2 separate regions of the Sus scrofa genome follow, and region 1 is linked to region 2. Evidence: chromatin contacts called from public Hi-C data. All regions are on one chromosome and are shown on one strand. The core of a region is the stretch at or near the end of the contact, and the rest is flanking DNA. Distances in the headings are between cores, read along the strand shown. Region 1 has its middle 850 kb from the start of MYC. Region 2 has its middle 320 kb from the start of FAM49B.

Region 1 (5,111 bases), core at 385-2,884, 810 kb after region 2:
GAGGCTGACCTATAGCCAACAGTCTATGTTATATAATAGGGAACTGAATTCTGAACTCTGCTGTGTGAGTTATCCTAGAAATAATTCCCTCCCTACTTAAGCCTTCAGATGAGATCCCATTCATAGAAGATACCTTGATGGCTGCCTTACGAGAAACTGCGAAGCAGAAAACCCAGATATGCCGTGTCCTGCGGCCTGACCCAAGAAAATGTGAGATAATACATATGTGTCATTTTCATATTTGGGGGTAATTTGTTGTATGACAACAGCGAGCCAACGGAGGGAGTGTGGGCAAGTTGCGTAACATCCCGTTGCCTCGGTTTATTATTATTTAAATAGAGATGCATATTCACGACAATTTCAGAAGATTGCTGGGAGGATTCTGGGAGATGATATATATATAAAGCCTGACATTTGGGAAATGGTTAAGTGTTATAAGTAGCAAAGCGGAGAGCCAAACCTGAGTCTGGCTGCTGCTGCAGCTCTTTTCCCTACAACACCTCTCTTGCCCTCTGCCCGGTCCGTCGTAAGAATCTTACCTTTAACATCTATTCACAACTCATTCACGGTTTTGGATGTTGTCGCTAACCACGTCCCTAAATGGACCTTGTTCCTGACTCAGCGTTATCCTCAGGTCCTAAATCCATTCTTGACCTTAAACCAAAAAAAAAGAATTGACTTTGCCACTTTACTGCCCCAAAACCTTTCTGGAGCCCCTGTTTTTCTCGACTTCTGGCTTCCTGTGCCCAGGTTAATTTACATTCAGTTTCCTGGGCCTCATTCCTGAGCTTAGAAGTATATATGAGATCTAAATGTGGAACCTGGAAAGACCGAAAGAAAGATAACTAAGGATGAGAAGATGTGTCTTCTTGTTTCATGTCTTCCTTAAGTAAGTTAACTCATCATTTCCTTTCGTTTTTTTGTACGATTTTTATTTTTTCTATTATAGTTGATTTACATATCGATGAATTTTAAACATCCCTCTGTCAGGAGTTCCCTTGTGGCACAGTGGGTTAAGGGTCCTGTATTGTCATTGCAGTGGCTCAGGTCACCGTTGTGGCACGAGTTGGAACTTCCACATGCTGTGGGCATCGTCAAGGAAAAAAATCCTTTACAACTAGTTTTTCCATAGTAATCCTTTTTTTTTTTTTTTTTTTTTTTAGCGAAGCTAATCCTCTCCTTCTTTCACCTGATGAGGGATTTTTGCAATATTAAATGTCCCTCCCTGAAGCTGCTTCAGCTTAGGCATGACTTTAAATATGGATAACCCATCCCCCTTACCACCCCGCTTCCTCCATAACCCACACTCCTTTCTCATGTAGAAAAATCTTTCTTCAAAATTCAAAAGGCCAAGGGGTCTTCCGAGGGAAGTTAAATCCCTTTATATTTTGCCAGAGAACTTTCCCACAAAGAGGAAATTCTACAAATACTCAGATGACATCACCAAGAAAAGGCCCTTGTTCCCCCAGGGCCCAGCCTCCCTGGAAGATGACAAGGGTTAGGGCTAGAGAAAGCCCGGGCTACTTGTCGGATTTGGCAAGCGGCAGCCAACAGCTGGTCAAGCCGGTTAATTAGCCCTGCGCTCTGCTCCCGTCCAGCCTTTACTGGCAAAGGCAGAGGCAAGCGGTTCTGGCCTGCTCTTCTCTTTCTATTAACAAAGCCCAGTGCCATCGGATTACCTTGGCCGGGGGCCAGGCCTGCTCGCCGTTTGCCTGCCTGCGCGTTACCATGGCGATGGCGATGCGCCTTTTGCCAAGGCAGCAGCTGGTGGATGGCTAGCGATTACCTGCCAAGCAGATTTACGAGCTCCAAAATGCAGACCTTTCTCTGATAAGTAACAGAAGAGGGAAGTTCCAGACTGAGACAAGGACGGAAGGGTCCCTGCACCTTTTGACCCATCCCTTCTATTTTAATTTGCGAACAAAAGATGATTATCCTCCACCGTTTGTCCAGATGCCCATCCGCTAAGCTCATAGGCCCATCTTGTCTCATCTTTTTCTTGCATCATCTTATTTGGAGGAGAGGCAATAAACAGTTTAGTCTTTGTCTTTGCTGCGAGAAACACGCTACCCGCCCTCAGCATCCTGCAGCAGGAGCAGCAGCGCCTCCCACACAGCCCAGTGCAGCGCTGGGCGGGAGGGAGGGGGCTCCAGCCATGAAAAGAATTTCCGGAAAGGAAAAAAAGCAGTGCCCCCTTTGATAGAATTATGAAAATTTAGTGGAAAGCATAGGATGATAATAGTTTTCACCTAAGAAGAGATTCCCAGGGAATTCTGGGTCCCTGAATTTTAGGATTTTTTTCTCTCCTTAAATTTTATGTGGAAAGCATTTATTAAACACTACCTGTATGTAGACTTTGTTTTTATTGACTTTCAAGCAACAGTCTTTTATTATTTCCATATGGATTCAATACTGGGACCATCTAGAATGAGTAAGCTTTCAAAAGGCAGACATGGGGAGGTGAGCAGGGCACTCTGGGCAGAGAAGGTGGGCTCATTCCGGGACAGAGGCAGGACTCAAGAGAGGAGTGTTTTGGATAGCTCAAGTGGGAGCTGTGCATGGGAGCAAGGAGAGCAGAAGCAGCAAGTTAGGGGCAGCAGGCTGGGTTTTCAATGTCTTAGAGAACTCGTCATTGAGGAACTTATATGCTGTTCTCCAGGCAATAGAGAGCTAATAAAGTTCTTAAGCCAGAGTAAAACAAGCAGTTATGCTTTAGGAATGAAACTCACTGCGCTGCATGCAGAATGGATGGGGGTGGAGCGGAGAGCGATGGAATAATGGGTGAAATGTATCAGGAAAAGGGCGCTTTCCTATCAAGGGATGAGGAAGTGGATGCAAGACCGGTTTCAGCAATGGTTCCATATTAACATCATGACAGCTGATGCAGAGGGGAGGCCTTTCAGGCCCTGGCTCCAGGCTCCAGGATAACTGCTCCATGTCTGTCCCTCTCTAGTGCACACATCTGTCTCAGCCACTGTCATTACCATTATCCCCACATCATCGCCATCATCAAGTCCCAGATGAAAAAAACTCAATTCTCAGATGTGTCTGGGATTACAGAGCAGGTAGAACAGGTAAAGCATTGTTTTGTAGTTTTAATTCAGAGCAGTCTGGTTCTAGTCTTTGGGTCCTAACTATTTTACCACACCACCTTCCAAATTCCATTCAAAATGAGATGAGATCCATTTCTGGGCCACCCAGTGCTTATAATCTAAGGCAGGGGTTGGTGAACAAACTTTTACTGTAAAGGGTCACATGGTAAATGTTTTAAGCCTCGTGGGCCATGCAATCTGTGTCGCAGATACGCTGCCATGGTCATAGACCGTGTGTAAACAAATGAGTGTAGATGTGTTTCAATAAAACTTTATTTACAAAAAAAAAAATTGGTAGCAGGGCACCTTTGGCTTATGAGATCTAGTTTGCCAGGCCCAGATCTAAGGTTAAAAAGGATAAGTTCTTCTTTGGGTGTAAAAATAGAAGCGCTAATATGGTAAATCACTGAATTAAATTAGCTTAAGAGACAGAAATTTAGATAAGGAGGAACCTTCTAGTTTATATCTCTCCAAGGACCCAAATCCTGGAGAGATGACCTGAGGATCTGTACTATCCAGGAAGGACAGAGGGTCATGGGGCATTAGGGCTAATATCAACATCTCTTAGAGAAAGCAGGTGAACTTTAAAAAAGTCTGCTTTCCCAGCAAAATCAACAGAGTAAACCTTACTGGATGTTCTCGGTTGGAATTATGTGAATGTTGGAATGAAATCACAGAGTGACAACTTCCGTAGTTATATGAACAACCTCCAGAGCAATGATAAATCTCCTGGGATCACTTGCCGAACCATTTGTAGATGTGTGTCTATGAGATCATCCTTTACTTTCCCCCACCTGGAGAGAAGGAGCAGGACTCCGTGGGTAAAGCCCACTGAGCCTTGGACTCAGCGAGACCTCCAGTTATTACCTCTGTTACACAGAACATGCAGCTTCCCCTCTCTTAGTTTGCATGTCTATAAAATGGAACAAAAATAACATCACTCTGTTGGGGGGTGGGAGGGTGTTGTTCTGAGAATGGTAAATATCAGTCATTGTCCTTGGAGTTCCCTAAGCAGGATAAGAGTGAAGGCTAAGTCCAGCCGTCTCTGAGAGAGGAGAGAGGGTAGTTGAGGGGTTGAGCTCATGGCCTCTGGAGACAGGCGCTGGCCTCTCCTTTTCTCTCCATTTGCAAATAAAAGTGACGGGGTGCCCCTCACTGAGCTATTGTGAGGATAAAAGAAGATGATGCTGATGATGCAGAGTTCAAAGGATGCCTGACCCATGGTAGGTGTCCTTTAAGTTTGAAATTTATGTAGATGGGCAAACTGAGGCCCAGAAGATGAAGTGACTTGTGCAAAGTCATGGTGCCTCTGGGAAGTGTGTATCTTGGAAATGAGAGAATGGTTGCAAAGTCAATCCTAAAATGTTACTGTTTTCTACCCAAAAATTGACAAAAGGAAATGTGTTATTCATGAAAAGCATTTCCGGAGGGCTGATCACATGCCAACAGCCCTCCAAGTGTTTTACGCTGACCTTCGCATTCGTCCTCTCAGCAGTTCTGTAAGGTGCCTGCCATGAAGAGCCCTGTTTTCGTCAGAGGAAATCGAGGCACTCGGAGGTTAAATTAACTTTCTCAGGGTGACATGGCAGTAAATGGCAGAGCTGGGGTTTGAACTCAGGCATTTCGCTGCACTGCCTCTCAAATAACCTTAGAAAGTGGAGACAGAGAATAGCAGAGGATAATGAGGAATGGCCAAGGTGAAGGAGGAGACGACCCCGTATTCTCAATCAAAAGGACTTTAGTGTGAAAAGTGTCCCGTTCAGTAAGGGTGTCAAATGATTTGGCTCTTCTTTTTTTGTTTTTATGTATTTTTGGTTTTTTAGGGCTACACCCACGGCATATGGAGGTTTCCAGGCTAGGGGTCGAATTGGAGGTACAGCTGCCTGCCTACACCACAGCTACGGCAACACCGAATCTCTAACCCCCCGAGCAAGGCCAGGGATTGAACCTGCATCCTCATGGATACTAGTCGGGTTCGTTTCCGCAGTACCACAATGGGAACTCCTGGCTTTTCTTATA
Region 2 (5,329 bases), core at 1,274-3,773:
GACACTAAAGCCTTCCTTCTGGACCTTTGGTCGGGTGGGTGGTGTCAGGGAGGAGTGGGCAGAATGAGAAGGGACTCAAGCTGACCCCCAACATCAGGCAAGAATCCCACCGGGGCTGCGCCATAAACACTCCTCCTGGGATGGGTTTCATGCTAGCAGTCCCTGGAATAGGTACGTGTTGCTTTCCTAGGGCTGCTTTAATAAATTACCCCAAGTGTACTGGCTTGAGAAAAAATCCTAGAAGTTTCTTCTCTCCTAGTTCTGGAGGCCAGAATCCGAAATCAAGGTGTCGGCAGGGCCATATGCTCTCAGAAGGCTCTGGGCAAGGCTCTGTAGTTGATGAAGACTCCAGGCGTTCCTTGGCTTATGGCCAGATAGGTGCAGTCTCTACCTTTGTCTTCATACCATTGTCTCTTTTCCCTGTTTCTTCCTGATGGCTCTTACAAAGACACCTATTAGTGGATTCACAGCCTATCTGGATAATTCAGGGCGATCTCAAGAGCTTTAACTTAATTACATGTGTGAAGATTTTGTTTTCAAATAAGGTCACGTTGATAGTTTCTTGGTTTTTTTGTTTTGTTTTTTTCTTTTTATGGCCGCGCTTGCGGTATATGGAAGTTCCCAGACTAACAGTTGAATCAGAGCTGCAGCTGAGGCCTATGCCACAGCCACGACAATGTTGAATTTGAGCCCACTGAGTGAGGCCAGGGATTGAACCTGCATCGTTGCGGACACTGTGTCGGGTTCTTAACCCTCCGAGCCACAGTGGGCACACCACATTGATAGGTTTTGGAAATTAGGCTATGGATCTGTCTTTTGGTGGGGGAGCCACCATTCAACCCACTGTAAGGTGTTAGTAACCCTGTGTAGAGATGAGGACACCCACGTCCAGTGCACGGAGGTATTTTGCCCATGGTGCCCCAGCCGGTGGGTAGCAGCGCTGGGCTGGGACTTGCCCTCAGGTTTGCTTTGTGCAACATCATGGAACATCAGAGAATGCAGGACCATCCTGAGCCATCCGGCTTGCAAGACTCCATCTGGCCCATAGAGGGCGATCAACATCACTCTGTTAGGGAGGTGGTTATTGATCTTGAGGCCTTGACTTGAACGGCGAGGGGGCTGGCAACTCATCCATCTGCCTCTGTATTCCTAGCAAAGTGCAGAAAAAGGCAGAACAATGAAATTTAATGCCTCTAAGGCACTGTGCTCATATGTCCATGTACCTTTATAGTGTCTCCAGCCTGGGGTTCGTGGTAGTGCACAGGTGCGTGGACAAGGGCCGCACGGGAAGGCAGAACTGCCGCAGACCCGGTGCCTGCCGCCCTGCCCTCCTTGCTCACAGTCTACCTAAGTGACTTCGGCTCAGTCACTCTGCCTCGCTTCCCAAAGATGTAAGATGGGCTTTCATAATACTCTTCCCACAGATCCTACGGGGCGTGTCTGTGTTTTGTTGATTTGGATGGGGTGGGGGTGGGGGGTCCTGCCTGAAGGCAGCAGGAAGCAAAAGATAAACTGTCCAAGCCCTTCCGAGCCCGTGGGTTTTAGGACACATTTTAGTCTGCTTTCTACCTCCAGATGCAAGCGCATATTGTAACTGTGAGGGCGACGTGAAGCAAAGGACAATCACGCTCTTTTACTTAGATCAGAGCAAGGAACTCTGCTTACACTTCGATGGGAGGGAGACAAAGATCTCTTTGTGATGTCAGGGGATCTATTTCATGGGAATGGGGCCCGCCAGCGACTTCTCAGAGGAGGCTTTGGGAACCAGGAGGGAGGACCGTGGGGTACAGAGGGCAGGAATTAAGGGGGAGGAAACATCTTGACGCAAAGAGACTTTCCCAAAGTTGACGGCTCTCTGACTTTACAGTGGTTGACCCGGGAGTACGAGCCGGCCTCGGTGTCAACCGAACGGGGGCCAGGTTCATGCTCGTCTGCAGGCGTGGAGGTCTTTCTGCCTCCACCCATCCGACCTGTCTGAGCTCTCACTTTAAAGACCCGGCCGGAGTTCCTCCCCTGTCACTGACCAGTTGTCGACTTCGTAGGAGTTGCCTCACCATGCCAGGTCCCCCGGCTGTCACAGCCATGCTAGTAGCCACTCCCGAGGTGGCGTGTGAGATGGGCTGGATCAAAGCATGGCAAACTTCCGGCACAGTGCTTGCTTGGCCCACGGCAAGCGTCCAGAGGTTTTGACTTGTACGTGGGACGTCTTGCCATCCTCCTGTGTGACAGTTGGGAAAAGCTCCAGGTTGGGGCAGGAGCATCCCAGTGTGATGTAAGGACAGATGTGCTCTTGTGTTTCAAAATGAAGGCAATCTGAAATTTTTTTTTTTTTTTTAAATCCTTAAGTCCCGGCGAGGCTTGGTGCCGTACCAGAAAGTCCTTGTTTTCTGTGACCGTGGGTCTTGGGCCAGGTGTTGGAATGCCCCCACTCACCCCCCCCCCCGCCCCGGACTTCCTTCTACTGACTGCCTGCAGACAGGCCAGCTCCCAGGCATCTGAAACACCCCTCAGAAAGCAGGAATTTGCAAATCCGTTCCAAGCTGGAAGTGACTTTCATGGGATGGGGCCGCCCCGGCTCTGTGACTCTGTAACGAATTCCCCCAGTCCTGGCGGCTCTCCCGGAGCCTGGGACCTGATCAATGGATGAAAGGACTCGGGTCAGATTCAGGAGAAGGCCGTGTCTGGAATCTGGTGTGTGAGCTCCCAGCATGTGGAAACCTCAAGTCCTCAAGTTTCTTTATGATTTTCCGTATTCTTTTCTGGCAGCTCTTTTTAGGGAAGGACAATGTACCACCCTCCAAGTCAAAAGAAATTAAGTTTAGACTAGAAAAAATCAGAGATGCAACTTAGCAGCACACCTTCATTTTTCGGGGACCCACATCGATGGAAATGAACAGAATTGCCTGCTACACGTTTCTGTGCATGTGTTTGGACATCGATGGCTGTAAAGGTGGCCTGAAAAGAGGAGCAGTGCCCTCTGGATCCCAACACTGGCTTCTCGCATGAGCTGGGGATCCTGACTCGTTATGGAACTTGGAGCAGGCCTCCTAAATTCTCAGGAAGTCACTTTCCCTATTTCTAAAAGGAGTTGGCTTCAGAGTTTCCTTCCCTATTTACAATTCTTTGATGTATTTTCCAGCGTTAGGTAGAATTCACCGTTGCTGGATGCATTGTGAGAGTCTCTGCTGTTTGCAGGGTGCTTCCTCGCCTCATTGGTTGTTTGGAAGCTTCAGAGGAGCGTGGCAGAGAGGTGGTGTTACCCCAGCGTATAGATTAGGAAACAGGCTCGGGTCAGTTGAGTGTCAAGGCCAGATGACACTTTTGGCTGGTCAACGCGGGAGGTGAGACAAAGTCTCAGATCTCCTGAGATCCATCTCTTCCAGATATGAGAGTTCTTCCCAGTCGTGGCATGGAAATTGCTGGCAGAGCCAGAAACCATATCTAACCATGGCTGGTCTCTGCCAGAGGCAAAATCCTGCTCCCTTGGCTCTTTTGAATAGTGGTCGCCAGCCACCCCAGGGGGTCTCCTTAGGTTCTCTTTTGGGGTCCAGTTTATAATCAGACACGCCACGTGATAAAAACGCGGGTTTCCAACATGGGTCTTATGACCAGGTGTGCTGGTGGGAGAGAGCTCCAGGATGGACGCAGGGCAGGCGGGCGTCTCTTCTCTACCATTAACTGGCGGCTCCTGTATCTCCCCTTTCACATCTTTAAAATGGGCAGTACAATGTCCCCTGTGTAGGACGCTCCTGCCTGAATTCTCCCGCCTTCTTTATCGCTTCTTAATCATTTGTAAATGGAACACTCGGCAGTCATTAAAGGGATGTCATGTAGGAACACTGGACGCGTGAAAGACGGTTGCGGTATGTTGCTATAGGAAACAAATGACACGAAGTAGTATACATATATTTTTTTAATTGTTAAATTTTTATGGCTCCACCCGCAGCACATGGATGTTCCCGGGCCAGGAATTGAATCCGAGCAGCAGCTGCGGCAGTGGGTTCAAACCTGCACCTCTGCAGCGACCCGAGCCACTGCAGTCGGATTCCTAACCCGCTGGGTCACAGCGGGAACTCCTAAAGTAGCGTATTTTGTGTGAACTCTTTTGGCATGAAGATGTAAAGCAAGGCACGCAGTGACAAGAGGCAGATTATCACACACCAGGGCTGGTTATGGTTTTGGGATTCCTGGGGCTACCAGTGCTTTCCACCTCTCTTGACTTTTCTGCCTTTCCTTAGACGTATATACATTGACTCTGTGTTCACATGGTAATTCATTCATTGTTGTTTTTTTTTTTTTTTTTTTTCTTTTCTTTGAAAGGTGACCAGGTGAGGATTCTCTTTGGGGAGAAACTCGGATAAACAATTTGCTTCCAGGGAGTTGTTGAATAAGACCCATTTCCCCCCAGTTTTCCAAACAGACCCAAATTGTGTCATCCCCAGTCATGGCTAATTAACCCTCTTTCTGTTCAGTGAAGACAGCCGCTCTCAGCTGCCCATGGGTCAGTGGGAGAGAGGATGCGGCAGCCAAGCGCAGTTGGAGCCCGGGCGCCGCATCTGCTGCTGGCCTTTGCCAAACAGCTGTGCTCTGAGCAAGCCGCGTGATGACACTCAACCTGCAGGAAATGTGGGTCGTGAAGCTGGTCTGCAGGCTGGGGGACAAAGGGCGGACGGTTCTACTCCAGCAGGTGGGCCGGCCCGGGGAGAAGGGGCTCGAGCCATGCAGAAAGAATGTCTGTTGCTCTTAGTAATGAGCGAGGGTGGCCCAGCTGTTGGATAAGACCCTGGGCAGGATGCTGTTGCAATTTGGCCGAGAACCCACAGTCCCTGGGCTCCAGGCTTTCAACACAGAGAATCCTGAGGGGCGTTTTCCCCCCAGCTTTCTGGTAGAGCTGGAGAGAGAAAGAGCGGAAAAAATGGCACACGTACATGCAGAGCCATCAGTTACACACGTAGAGGCATCAGCTAAGCCCACATAGTCCTGCTCTTGGGTGTATCTCAGTCTCAGTTGCTTCAGTCTTGTCAGGAACTGAGAAGGGGAACTTTCTTTGCTCTTAGAACCAGTAGCTCTCAGCGTAGAAAATGAAATAACTTTGTTTCATACGTGACTGCATGTTTTTATTTTAATCTTTGTATTTAAGTGCATTTCCTTTTCTGGTTGCATTCTGTTCTGTGGCAAGCGCTACAGGCTTTCCACGTCGGAAAGTAAGAGCGTTCTTTTAAAAGTACATGGATGCAGGTAAAATGGAGGCATTTGGTACGTGATTAATAATACAGTTAGAACAGGGAAGTGGCCAAAAGCTTCAAAGCACGATGCAAACCACTGAAAT

Evidence for each region. Hi-C and Micro-C count contacts between places; a contact is called where the count stands out from the background.
Region 1: a Hi-C map of fetal skeletal muscle shows a contact between it and region 2, with 2.4 times the contacts expected there. A contact is called at or near these places in 2 of 47 Hi-C or Micro-C datasets (embryonic fibroblasts and fetal skeletal muscle) and 1 of 2 datasets of targeted methods (skeletal muscle).

What each region holds. Positions count from the first base shown.
Region 1 is chr4:11,608,812-11,613,922 of Sscrofa11.1, forward strand. No RefSeq gene overlaps it. Among named protein-coding and RNA genes, the nearest start is that of MYC, 850 kb to the right of the region's middle.
Region 2 is chr4:10,796,713-10,802,041 of Sscrofa11.1, forward strand. No RefSeq gene overlaps it. Among named protein-coding and RNA genes, the nearest start is that of FAM49B, 320 kb to the left of the region's middle.